2 separate regions of the Anas platyrhynchos genome follow, and region 2 is linked to region 1. Evidence: chromatin contacts called from public Hi-C data. All regions are on one chromosome and are shown on one strand. The core of a region is the stretch at or near the end of the contact, and the rest is flanking DNA. Distances in the headings are between cores, read along the strand shown. Region 1 overlaps LOC101805181 (b(0,+)-type amino acid transporter 1). Region 2 overlaps HS1BP3 (HCLS1 binding protein 3).

What was found. A called contact is a pair of places that touch in the nucleus more often than the background predicts.
Region 2: a contact with region 1 is called in a Hi-C map of skeletal muscle, with 4 times the contacts expected there. The contact joins two enhancer-like sites. A contact is called at or near these places in 2 of 8 Hi-C or Micro-C datasets (F1 follicle and skeletal muscle).

What each region holds. Positions count from the first base shown.
Region 1 is chr3:110,829,506-110,835,798 of IASCAAS_PekinDuck_T2T, forward strand. LOC101805181 (b(0,+)-type amino acid transporter 1) reads left to right here. Exons shown (of 6, transcript XM_005012939.6): 3 at 2,503-2,632; 4 at 3,389-3,513; 5 at 3,929-4,016; 6 at 5,136-6,293. The coding sequence ends at 5,369. Among named protein-coding and RNA genes, the nearest start is that of PUM2, 20 kb to the left of the region's middle. Within about 2 kb of position 3,701, at least 4 of the 8 cell types and tissues checked have an H3K27ac peak or open chromatin away from gene starts, as enhancers often do. A contact at or near this core is called in F1 follicle, where this site is marked.
Region 2 is chr3:111,074,511-111,080,296 of IASCAAS_PekinDuck_T2T, forward strand. HS1BP3 (HCLS1 binding protein 3) reads right to left here. Exons shown (of 7, transcript XM_038176433.2): 3 at 1,244-1,451. Among named protein-coding and RNA genes, the nearest start is that of HS1BP3, 12 kb to the right of the region's middle. Within about 2 kb of position 3,536, at least 3 of the 8 cell types and tissues checked have an H3K27ac peak or open chromatin away from gene starts, as enhancers often do. A contact at or near this core is called in F1 follicle, where this site is marked.

The DNA.
Region 1 (6,293 bases), core at 2,451-4,950:
GGCCACCCCTGCTGCCCCCTGCTATCAAACCATTGCCACGTAGGCTCAGTACAAGTGAATATCCAGGCCTGGGGACTGGGAAATGTCCCTCAATTTAAGCATTTCCATAAGAGTGGAGAGAGCAATGTGCTGCCCCACCAAAGGAGCAGCAGTGGTTTGGGAGAGAGACAAAAGCCAGCTGGGTTAATCCTCTCCACTCTTCACGCGGAAATTAGACCAGACCAGAGTGTGTTGGTTCAATTTCCAAATTTGCTTACAAACTCTTTGTACCTTCCATCAACCTGAAGTGTTTAGTGATGTAGAATAGGCTCTGTGTGCAACAAGGATTTTAGGATAAAATAGAAAGGACTGTCATGAGAAATGTAGGCACCAGTGACTTTGAACCAGCTGATATTGCCACCAGAATATCCAAACCCAGTCTAAATCTTTCCAAAGACATAGAATCTATGATATCTGAAAATGAGTCTTGCAGAAGCAACAACACATTATATCCAGGGATTATGTCGCTGCTCGTCGTCTTCCTAAAAAGTCGGCAGTGGCTCTGCTGCTGTTTGCATTTCGCAAGATCTCCAGTTTGAAGATCTGAGCGAGCTCTTGTGTTCTCTAATAGCCTTTCATGTCATTATAAACAGAAGCTTTTAAAGGCCTAGTGCTTTGTTTGAACAGGTTACAAAGCCTTACTAAGCTGCAGTGTCATGAACTTTCTCTGCACTTCCTTTCCCATCATTCCTGATTAACAACTTACTTGTGAGCTTCCTCCTTTTTAACGCCTCTGTTTTCCTGCCTGATTAACCTTTTCACCCCAAGAGCACAATTCAGGAAGAAACTTTGAACTAGCAACTGGAAAGCTGGGCACTCCGAAGCCTGGAGGACAGGTGGATAGCCACTGGCTGAGGAGGGTGCAATATTTGTGGTTCATGAGCAAGAGATGCAGCTCTTCAGGCCATTAAGGAAAGAGAGGAGCATAAAGAAGCCAGAGGAGGGCACTTCACATTTAAATACATTTATTCTCCATATAGTAAGGAAATTGCTAGGTAGAAACACTGTTTAGAGATGAGAAGTGCAGGCAGAAAATGGGCTCACAAAACTCTCCCCAACATGTCTTTGGTGCCAGTGATTTAACAGAAGTGTGGATCTCAATATATATATATATATATATAATATGTTATACATATATATATCTGTATATGTATGTATACACGTATAACATATATATATAACACATATATATGTTAAATGTGTAAATATATATATATATATATTATATGTTATACAAAGTGTACAAAGTTATTCATGGCAGCCCCTGTAGTTCATTTTGAGAGCCCAAGCAGCACAACACTAATCTCAGAAGTGCAAAATACCCAATTGCTAAATATTTTATTACCATTTTTGTGATATAAGTTGTTTTCCCCTGAGATCTTGAGGTTATGGAGTCTTGTGATCATGTGAAATGCCCAGATTTCATCATTTCATCATTTTAAAAAAAGGAAATTTTTAGTTCTGTCTATGACAAGTAGCTTAATAACTTGAATCCCAATGGCCCATAACCCAGATATTAAATTTACATACTATATTTTTGAAATTATTATGGTACATAAGCTGCTGCCATAATGTTGGAAAGCCCAGCTCTTGATTTTTGAACATTTGGGATTAGTGATACTAAAAACTGCTACATAAGGCTTAAAGTCACACAATTCGGATGGAAATCTGTCCTAAAAAAAAAAAAAAAAAAAAAAAAAAAAAAAGAAAAACACTTTCAAACTTTGGATTTTTGCCAATTTGATGAAGACTGTGTTTGTGTGTTTGTTCATGTATGTGATAATTACCCCAAACCACCAGCACTTATTACTCAATTAATATTCTTCATGCTGTTTCATTCCTAAAGACAGGCTTCACTTCTAGGTGAGAAAATTATATGTCCTCGAAATATTTGTAGCCCTGCTACTTCTTCTGTTCTGAAGAAAGCAAAGTGCAAATGTCTGAGCATGTTCTAAAACCAAACTTCTGAAATTCAAACTATTGCTTTGGTTCTAAACTGGTCCACAGAACAGAAATAAGTGCAGGTGAGATTAGAGGGTTTTTTTTCTTATGCCTGTTGGGGAAGGGGTTATAATGCAGGATATTTTGTCAGCTCTGGTGGTAATGGTCTTTCTGCATTTTCCATTTTAATATTGTTGGTGCTAAAAGCAGCATCTCCAGGATTCACACCACAGCATGTGTACACACAAAGCGTTTTGTGTGTCGTGACAGCTTTGTACACCATTGCAATGTATCTACACCAGGCAGGAAGCAAAGCTGCTGCTTCTGGATGAGACTAACAACTAAATATTACAGGAATGGAGAGAAGGCTTTAAATCACTAGAAAGGCTTTGGGAAAAAATAAATAAATACATGAAAACTTTCAGTGAAAATAACAGAGAGAAAAAACCTGTCTGGTTCTAGGGTGTGCAACCGGTCCACCTATGTGCTGGATGTTATGATGTGAATTCTTTCCCACCTCAGGGACAAAGTCCTGGGCAGCTGGGCATGGCTCATCTCCCTGTCGGTGGCGCTGTCTACATTTGGCTCATCGAACGGCACGTTCTTTAGCGGAGGCCGCGTGTGCTACATTGCTGCAAGGGAAGGCCATATGGTAAGGACCCCATAACGGGGGTCTGGTTTGCTTTGAGCAACTCTATCTTCTTGTGGCACTAAATCAGAAAGGAAAACACCACATACATTCAACTGGTAGAGCAATAGCTCTTCAGTGGTTTATTTATCTTTTACATATATAAATAACTGGGGTGGTGGCTTCTCTTACCGGTGACAGTGTCTGCTGCACCGTGGCAAGCTCTGTGCCAGGCAGTCCACAAAATTGTGGATATGAATGTGACCATACCAATCAACCATCCCCCTTGCCCCATTTCTATGAGCTTTAGGAGAAGTACTTGGATGATATTTTGGTTGAAAATGAAAATAAAACACGAAACCTTTCCATTAAACTTTCCCAATGAGCCAAGAAATAAAGAGGCTAGTGATCCTCTCTGTGTTCTGGTTTGCTTTATGGTTGGCTGCATGTATATATTGGGAATAGTTGTCTTATTTTCCAGTCAGCCCAGGAGAAGTCCCAGAGCAAGGTGACAGAGGGCAGAAGAGCAGGGCCATGCTCATCATGTTTGCCTGAACCAAAGCCAATCTGATAGGAAATCAGTGAGACATGATAAAAATATCCTTGCGGGGGGCTCCGTGTTTACATTCCTTGCAGCTGAATGGCTTTTATATCACAGTGCTCGCCTGATGACTAAGAGAGGGTCTGGCTGCAGGCAGAACTGCCCCCAGCTGCCGAGGGGATGGGTGCGTGTCTGCGCGAACGTGAGGTGACCACATGCTGTTGTGCTTCGGCTTGCAGCCAGAAATCCTGTCCATGGCCCACGTGCGGTGCCTCACGCCCTCCCCTGCCCTGCTGTTTACATCCGCTATGTCTCTGGTAATGGTAATGTCAGGAAACTTCACCAGCATCGTGAACTTTTTCAGGTAAGCACAGCGCTTCTGTTTGCATCCCCTTGTGACCCTGGTTCTTGGCATTGTTTTGGAAGCTTATTTGTTTCTTATTATTTTTTTTTTTTTCAACCTGAACTACTGCTTTCTGACTCATACTGGGGAGGGAAGCAGGGAAAAGAGCTTAAGACCCAGCATCTCTGCAATGCATTAATGCTTCTGTCACTACAGACTTAACTGGGTGTGATTCATCCTCATATTGAAATGAATCTGCAATATTTGAGTCATTCCAAAGTTCTCATTGTTTGTGCTGGAAAGGAAATGAATGCAAGGACTACTACATTTATATCAATATTCTCCAGTTTAATTGGAGATATGTACATTTGGGGTATTCAAGGCAGGACTGACACTGCTGTATGATCTCACCCCAATTTTTATTTTTTTTTTCCAGTTTTATAGCATGGTTTTTCTATGGCATGACCATTTCTGGCCTCCTGTATTTAAAAATCAAGAAACCAGAACTGCCCAGATCTTATAAGGTGAAGTAATAACATGGACCCCCCACAACCCTTTTCCTTGATTGTTCGAATGAATGAGACAGCATTATGAGGAAAGGAAGAGCACTGGGGTTAGTTGTCTATGGATTTAGTGTGGTTGTCCTTCCTTTTTTAATTTCACATTTTGTCTCAGAAAAGTCTACAGAGGGTGAGATAGTGTGAGTGTGCAGCCATAAGTCAAGTGTGAATTCTCTGTCTCGATACACTAATAATGACCCCTTACTATGGTAAATATATCTACCGTATTCTCTTTCTTCCTTCAAGACTTAAGAGAAAAAATTAGGATGATTCTGATCAGCAACACAACCACCTGGTTACACTCTGAGAGCACAGTGACACTCCTCAGAGGGTAGCCCAGGTGTGAGAGCCTGGCCAAAGAGAGAAAACTCAGCCAGAATGCCCCAAGTCCTTTGCCATGGCCAGGGGACAGGTTTGACCCCCACAAACCAGCTTAGTGAAAGGAAATCAGGAGTTACCTGCTTTATCTCTGGTGCCGTGAGCGAGTTGAGTTGCAAGGCCTTGTTAGTGACCAGGGAGAACAGGGGGCTCAAGAGACTGTGAGGGTGGGACAGTGGCTTTTCCCTGAGACAAGCGGAATGAGTACCCTCATTTTCATGGGGTTCCTCCAGGTGACAGATGACAGGCTGACACTGCCAGGCTGTACGAAGAAACAGCGAGTGTCCTGCAGGGCTTAGCATGAAGAAGAGCAGTGCTCTGTTAGGTCTTCCTGTCACTTGCTCCTGTGGCTCTGTCCTGCGACTAGGACACTGGGTGAGGACCCAACCTGTTGGCTGAATGGGCTTCAGGCAGATGGAGTTCTGTTTCTGCAGTAATGTTTTGTGTGCTGTTTGCATCTTTGAGTCTGGGAGGTCAGGGAAGTCAAGGGGTTAGGGTATGTGGTGGTGGGGTAGCTCTTGCAGGCCTGCCAGAAGCTTAGAATGGAGTGGGCTGGGAAACAGGATGCCTGGATTAATTGGGATTTCTGGGTAATACCTCAGGCTGCAGCAGAATTTCAGCTAAAAAGCCTTCTGCACAAGTTTCAGGGTTGTCCAGACCCACAAGGAGTACATGAGTCTTTACTCTGATGTTTTGCTTTCACAGGTCCCGATTATCATCCCCATAATTGTGCTGATGGCTGCTGTGTACCTGGTGTTGGCTCCCATCATTGACCAACCCCAGATCGAGTTCCTCTACATCGTTCTGTTCATGTTCAGCGGCGTCATTCTTTACTTCCCCCTGGTGCGCTTTAAGTGCCACCCCCGCTTCTTGCAGCGAGTCACTTTGCATCTCCAGTTGTTCCTGGAAGTTGCTCCGACAGCCAGGGATGCGAACTGAGATAGTGTCCTCCTGGCGTATGGCTGCCTGGCCCTCCTGCTTTATTCCAGCACCGTGGTTTTCAAGGCTTAGGAATTAGTCTTCTGCGAGGGAGAATGAACAGAATTAATGTGTCACCAAAATCTTTAGTTGAGAGGGTCTAGACCCATGGCTCCTCACATTTCCTTAACATTTTGAGCACACGTTTTTCTCATTTTCATCTCTCCTTGGACAGATTACATTCAGATTCCAAAGGAATACATTTTTTAGTTTTCCACCCAGAGAAGAGCTGACCATCCTCAGCAGATCTAAATCTTAGCTCTTACATTTCAAGGCACCAGGCAACAGAAGACTGACAGTGAAATATTATTCCTACAGCAGGCTGTGAGCCTGAGCCATTCCTGGCAATGCCTTTAATTATTTCCACCTAGCTCTGCCCACTGTGACACCAGAGCTTCTCAAATTCTAACCCACTTTTCACACACTGCAGTCACGGTAGTTTCCCATTATCCTGAGTCTCAACCCTTTTCCTCTTGCTCTAGGGGCAAGAGGAACATGATATGCTGTTTTCTTTCCGTTTGCCCATGCTGTTTTTGTGTGGGGCTGTCCTGTCATAGACTAAAAAGATCTAGGTGTTAGTCCCTTAAATGTCTCATTGTGTCTCAATATTACAAATGTTACTCAGGTCAACTTTCTGTCAGCGTTTGCTCTGCAGTCCCATACCGAGCGCTGCGTTCCTGGCACAGGGTCACTTGATCCTCCAGGCCTCCTCCAGCCCATCCCAGAGCTGTGTATCTGATTACGATCTCGTTCTGCAACGCCACCCCTCCTGCTCCTCAGATACCAGCAGCTACAGAAATGCAACAGAAAATGGATTCTGGCAGTTATTGTTTTTTTTCGGAAACAATCTCCGTTTCTTTGACTTATTTATAGGGCCTACCACAT
Region 2 (5,786 bases), core at 2,286-4,785, 240 kb after region 1:
TACCTCAGAATATATTGACTGTATCTCCAATGTCTGTCAGGAAGGAACACTAGCTTGAGGATCTGCAGTGTATATACTGAATTCCACCTGGGTTGGTAGGGTGAGACATATTATTCTAAGGCAGTCTTTGATGAGCAGGTCATATTACTTACACACAATCTGTCCACAGAATATAAAGACAGTTCAGATGTAGACATCTGTACCATATACAGCGAAGACTCATGCAACATGAATTCTAAATTCTCTGTGCAAGGGGTCTGCTTTCAAGAGAGCACTGATAAGGCTGGGGGAGAACTCTCAAATCTTATTTGGCACAATCCTTTTCCTAAAATGATGTAATTTTGTCCCCCTTTACTTTAGGAAGCTGATTTCAACTGTGAACTTCATGCTTGATAGAGATTTAGTTACAGGGATGTGCTCTTGTCAGTGTCACAGAACTTCTAACCTGGCCATGCTTCACACCTTTGCAAAACTGGCAGTTCACACATGATGACTTGTTAGCACCTTGCAACTTCATCTCCTTAAAACTAACACTACACTGAGAATCCTGCACAGCACCAGGAGTATTCCCTGCTCAGCAACTCTCAGCTGAATTAAGAGCAGAGAGCCCATCTGTTCCATTTATTCACTGACTCCCTTCTCTGCCCAAGGAACATAAGAAAGGACTTGTATGGATTATTGGAATGGGCAACAAGAACTGGACACGAGGCTAAGGAAAATTATATATAAAAAAGAAGGCAGAGAACAGGTTTAACTAAAAAAGCATCACACTTTTACTCAAATATTTTCGAGGGTCAATAGTATACACTTCAGCAATTCCCAGTAGTTTTACTAGGAATGAAAAACAGGCAAAACATGGAGCAGTTGTTCTCTAAAGGAGCCCTGCACTGTCTTTTCAAGGTCTATTCCTACACTGGCAGTAAATGATTATTTAGCCTTCTAAACTCACACGTTCTGTAGTACAGCTTTGGTATATGCCTAAGGGAAATGAGAGAGGGTGCAATGGATATCTTCAAAGCAAGTATTGTGGCATCAGTGCTTCTGAGTAAGGTGTGTGTCCACTGGAAAGAAGGGAAAATAACAGCAAACATGACTATGCAGCACTATAGATGCACAAGAGAATATTTTCAGTCACAGCCTTTACTCTGGCATTCTCTAGTTCTTGGCTACCTCAGTCAAGTACTTAACGCAGCTTCTATTAATCACATTCATGGGAAAAGGGACACTCACATCTTTTAGTTACCTAAAAATTCCAGTAACTCAGGACATATTGCTAGATCCTCGTCTTTTGAGATGAATTTCATGATGTCATTGAACATCGCTCTTCGTTCCCAAATGTCGGATTCCCCCACGAAGAGAACTTTTCTAGGCAAGGGTGGAAGAGAAACCTGTGGATACCGGGCTGCCAGTCTGTGGTAGAGCTCTTCTATCTCGCTGTATTTCTTGGAGACCTGCAACAAAACATGTTGTCTGGGTAAGTTTCTTTACAGGCAAGAGGGAGACATGAGCAGCAAGCAACAGGTTAAGCACTGTGAAACATTAAACCTGGAAACTGAAGTAGAAAACATGTATTACCGAGGAGATTTACATAAAGCCTGGTAAGAGCCTGTTATCTCCACAGTGAATCCCCAAACACTGTTGCTGGTCTTCTAATTCTGTTATTAAAATCTGCTCCCTAATGAAATAGAAGCTCATTGCCAGGTACCCAGCATCCATTTGCCTGACTCATCAGTTAATTAAATACCGGGAAGATCACTGCTCCAGATACTTTTCTCTGACAGCAAAAATTCTTGTCCACTAAAAATGAGCTATTTGGTGACCAGCTCCAAAAGTCAGGAGGCAAAGCCAGGTGCATGCCTGATGGAGAAAGCAGAGTGAATCTTTTCCCCACTATGCCAGAAGGCAGATTTCTCAGCCCTGGTGGGTTTTGGTGTGCTTCTGGCTGTTGAGGCCTAAGCAGCTGGCACATTTGCTGCCCTGCACAGCACCTAATACAGAAACCCAAGGGCACAGACCTCAGCTGACCCCTGACTCCTTAGTTTATCCATGAGAGAATGAAAACGACTTGGTCATGGCCTACAGATTCTTATACAAAGAGAAATTGCCCACAGCAGTCATTCCTTCTACAAAGACAGGAGAAATAAGGCTCATGATACAAGGAAAGCAATAACCATGGGAATGCTGGTTAGAAATAGGGTGGCTTCTATGCCGCAGTCGGTTTTGAATTCAGGACTGCAAAACAACATGTGAAAAAAAAATACAATCTAATCACGCAAACAAAACACTCTCTAACTGACATTAGAGGCATAATGGAGAGTGACTGTCATGCTATGTGACTGTGGTATTATACAGCCAATATATTCATCTTGATGCTCCACAGCCCCCAAACCTATTAGTGTGTCTCAATGAACACAGAGCTATTTAAAGAACAAAACAAAACAACAGCTCCAAAACTAGTGCTAGCAGAGAGCGTATGGGACAGATCCTCTGCTAGGGTGCAACACTTACCCTCCTGGAACTTGTTCTGGTGAACTCTAGTGGACTGAATCTCAATTACTACTGTGCTTGAAAAGATGGAGAGACTCAAGCACCACATCTTGGGATGGAAGAAAGCAGAATACTTCCACCAAGAAAAGAAAGTCAACCCGACAAAAAGCACAGAAGCAACTGGGAAACAAGTTTAGATTAACCCAGTATCTATCCACCACACCTCTACCAGCAAACTAAACAGTATCGGGGCATATTCCCAGTAAGTGGAACTTGATAGTGGAACTTGTCTACTGGAACCTGATAGCGCCTGGCTCAGCTTTGACTCTGGGCAGGCAGCACGCCCTCAGATAATTTTTTCCATCCAAGGCTTAGCCTGGTGCACAGAGCACTCAGTAGCCAGTTTGGGCACTGCTAGGCTTTGTGGTTGGTAAGGGTTGGTAAGAAAGTCCAATACCGTGGATGCAGGCAGACTGTGCTGCCCTCCAGGCCAGAGAGCAGGCCCTGACATTAGCAGACACACCTAGACTACCTCACTTAACTAGACATTGCCACAAAGAATAGTAACCAGCCTAGCTTTCATGCTTCCCTGCCTTTCGGAGTAATTATCAACCACGCTAGGTGATTTGAAAAATGTTTGCATTTTGGTTGTACAATGATCACTCCAGGTTCAGTGTCCACTAATAAAAGGCAAGCAGCCCTATCACAAAGATCTGAAACATGAAAACAAACCGGAGTTGACAGGGGAATAAGAAACAAAGATTTTAGACTTGCCTCCTGTATTCAGCACAGGCAAATGCAAACAGCATTGTCCTCTCCAAGCAGATCTGCCATGCAATTCAGCAGCCAAGAACTAAAGTGAAGGCAATAAAGAGGTGTTCCCAGGATAACACGATCCTCCCTTTGAAAGATACCCCAAAAACAGAGGGGAAAGCAAATCTGGAATTTGTGAATGGCTGTACATTTTCAGTCTGCTGGTTCCCAGTAGCACTCAGAACAGGGTATGATACCAGCGTGCCTTCCGAACACACTGTGTAACCATGAGTGTAAGGGCAGTGAGGAAATCACCAGTACTTCTGAAAAATAAATATTATGCTTTGCCCAGAAAAAAAAATCAAGCCTGATTTGTGAAAAATGTTTATCATCTAATTAATTGCAATAATAAATAACACATTAATGCCTGAAAGCATGAGAAGACAGGAGACAATCACCAAGACCACGCCAAAACAGCTATAAAATACTCCAAAAGGAAGAGTGAACTGAGACATAACAACTTGTTTCTCTCCCCTCTCAATTTTCGTTCCTCCTCTATCAAAATCCATAAGTTATTCATAAATCTCAATTTATGTCTACTTACACCACTGAACCTAAGGTAAACGCACGCCCTCCCTCACATCCCATTGCTAACCGAGCTGCTGTGAATCTGCGTGGGCTCCGAAGCCCACCACCAACCATAGCATGAGACACAGCGTGCAGTGTAATAACACTACATGCAAAGCATTCTGACATAGTGCCCAAAAGCCTGCAACACACCCTGCAAACCAACATCCAACAGTGTGGGGATGCCCTCTGCTGGGATAACCTACCATCCACACAGGCTGTGAAACCTCCAGCCCCCGCCAGCTCTCTGCCTCCTGTGCCTCAAACCCTGTCTGCTGCTGGCTCTTCATCTTCCTTCAATTCTGTTGCTATCTCTGCTGCATTTCCAGCACCAAAACCAAGGTAGTAAGACTGGCAGATGGTACCAACCTCAGTCCTGGTCCATGTGGCTCTCCCTGTCCCAAAGCAGCAGCACAGCAAGGGCCTTGCACAGCACCAGCGAGGTCTCACCGGGTTCTTAAGTTGAGAACCCACAGCATTCGCACAACTTTCCAGTCAAGAAGGTGGCCCTACCATGGCCATTTTGGACCCCTACACTTTGATGTCCTCTGACAATCTTTTAAAAGAAAGGCACATCAGCACATGGCAAAATTAAATCTTTCTTTTCCTGGTTACCATTCACAAACCTTTGAAAAGAGGCAATGGTTTCTATGGTCCAAAACATCAGGTTAAAAACCAAAATGTTGGTCTAAAGCCTATGTCATCAATCCTCATCAGGTAACCAAATCCCATTTGATTAATACTAAAATATTTGTCTTATGTTACCTGTAATTCCTCTAGGTCTTGATCCTGCAATCATCTTCTCCCCTCCAAGCCCCTCTCTGAACTCACGAATGCGGCTGAGCCAAAGCCCCACCTGCTGAAGTCAGCCCGAGTGCACTGACTTCAAGGGGGTTCTCTCAAGTCACAATATCAAAGGCTCGATCTACTTAACTTCAAAAGAGTTAATCATGCAAATACAGCAAAGGATGTGCATATTTGCCGGGTCAGGACCCTATTTGCCTGTAACAATTAACTTTCAAGGCAGAACTGAAAGAGAGACAGGGATGGGCTGAGTGCTTTTTTGCACCAGGAACAGATAAGTAAGATGAGTATGATCAAATATAGCTAGAAGGTTAAGAAAACCACCGGGAAGTTCAAAGTGGAAGCCTGAAGTTTGCTGCTAATCCCTCAAATCTCATGCATGTGCCTTGCCCCCTTCTTCACAAGAGCCTCGTGTGTGAGAGGAGCGCGGCAAAATGCCTGCAGGACACGAGCCTGGGACTCTCAGATGTGCAGGGGAGAATTCCATCCCACTCAGTGTTAATGGGATTTAATGCCTCCTTTCCCTAGGCTCCTTTTAATGCCCCATTTCTGACCTCAAACCTGGCTTCATATGCTTTATATTTACAGATTGGATTTCAAGGAAATGGAGGCCTCAGAGCTAACTTTGGCCAGCCAATGCATGCGAGTGAAGAACACGCCTGATTTTACAGTATTTCATGAAATACATAGGGCTAACGTGACTTTCTTTTTAAAAATCCCACTTCTTACCACTGTCAGAAGATGGAGGTACAGCAGCACTATGCTTTCAAACAGCCAGCAGCTTTGGGCACAGGAACAGAAAGCATCCCAGCATCCCTTCTCACAGAAAACACAACCTAAGCTTCTACAGCACACTTCCAAGTTAAGCCATCCCAGAATCAGTGTTGCTTGGTGACCTCGTGGGTATGCATTACAGCAGACTTTAATTACACGACCGCATGCTGTTCTCCCCACCTGTTTTACCCAGCAGAAGAGCAAGCACTCTAGTATTTCTTTTTTAATGAACATGAATTCTTAATGGCTCCTGAGCCTATTGCCACACTGAGCAGTTTCTCCTTTCCCCTCACATCCCCAAGGTTGTAACGTGAAGGAATGCATCTCCACAACACACCTGT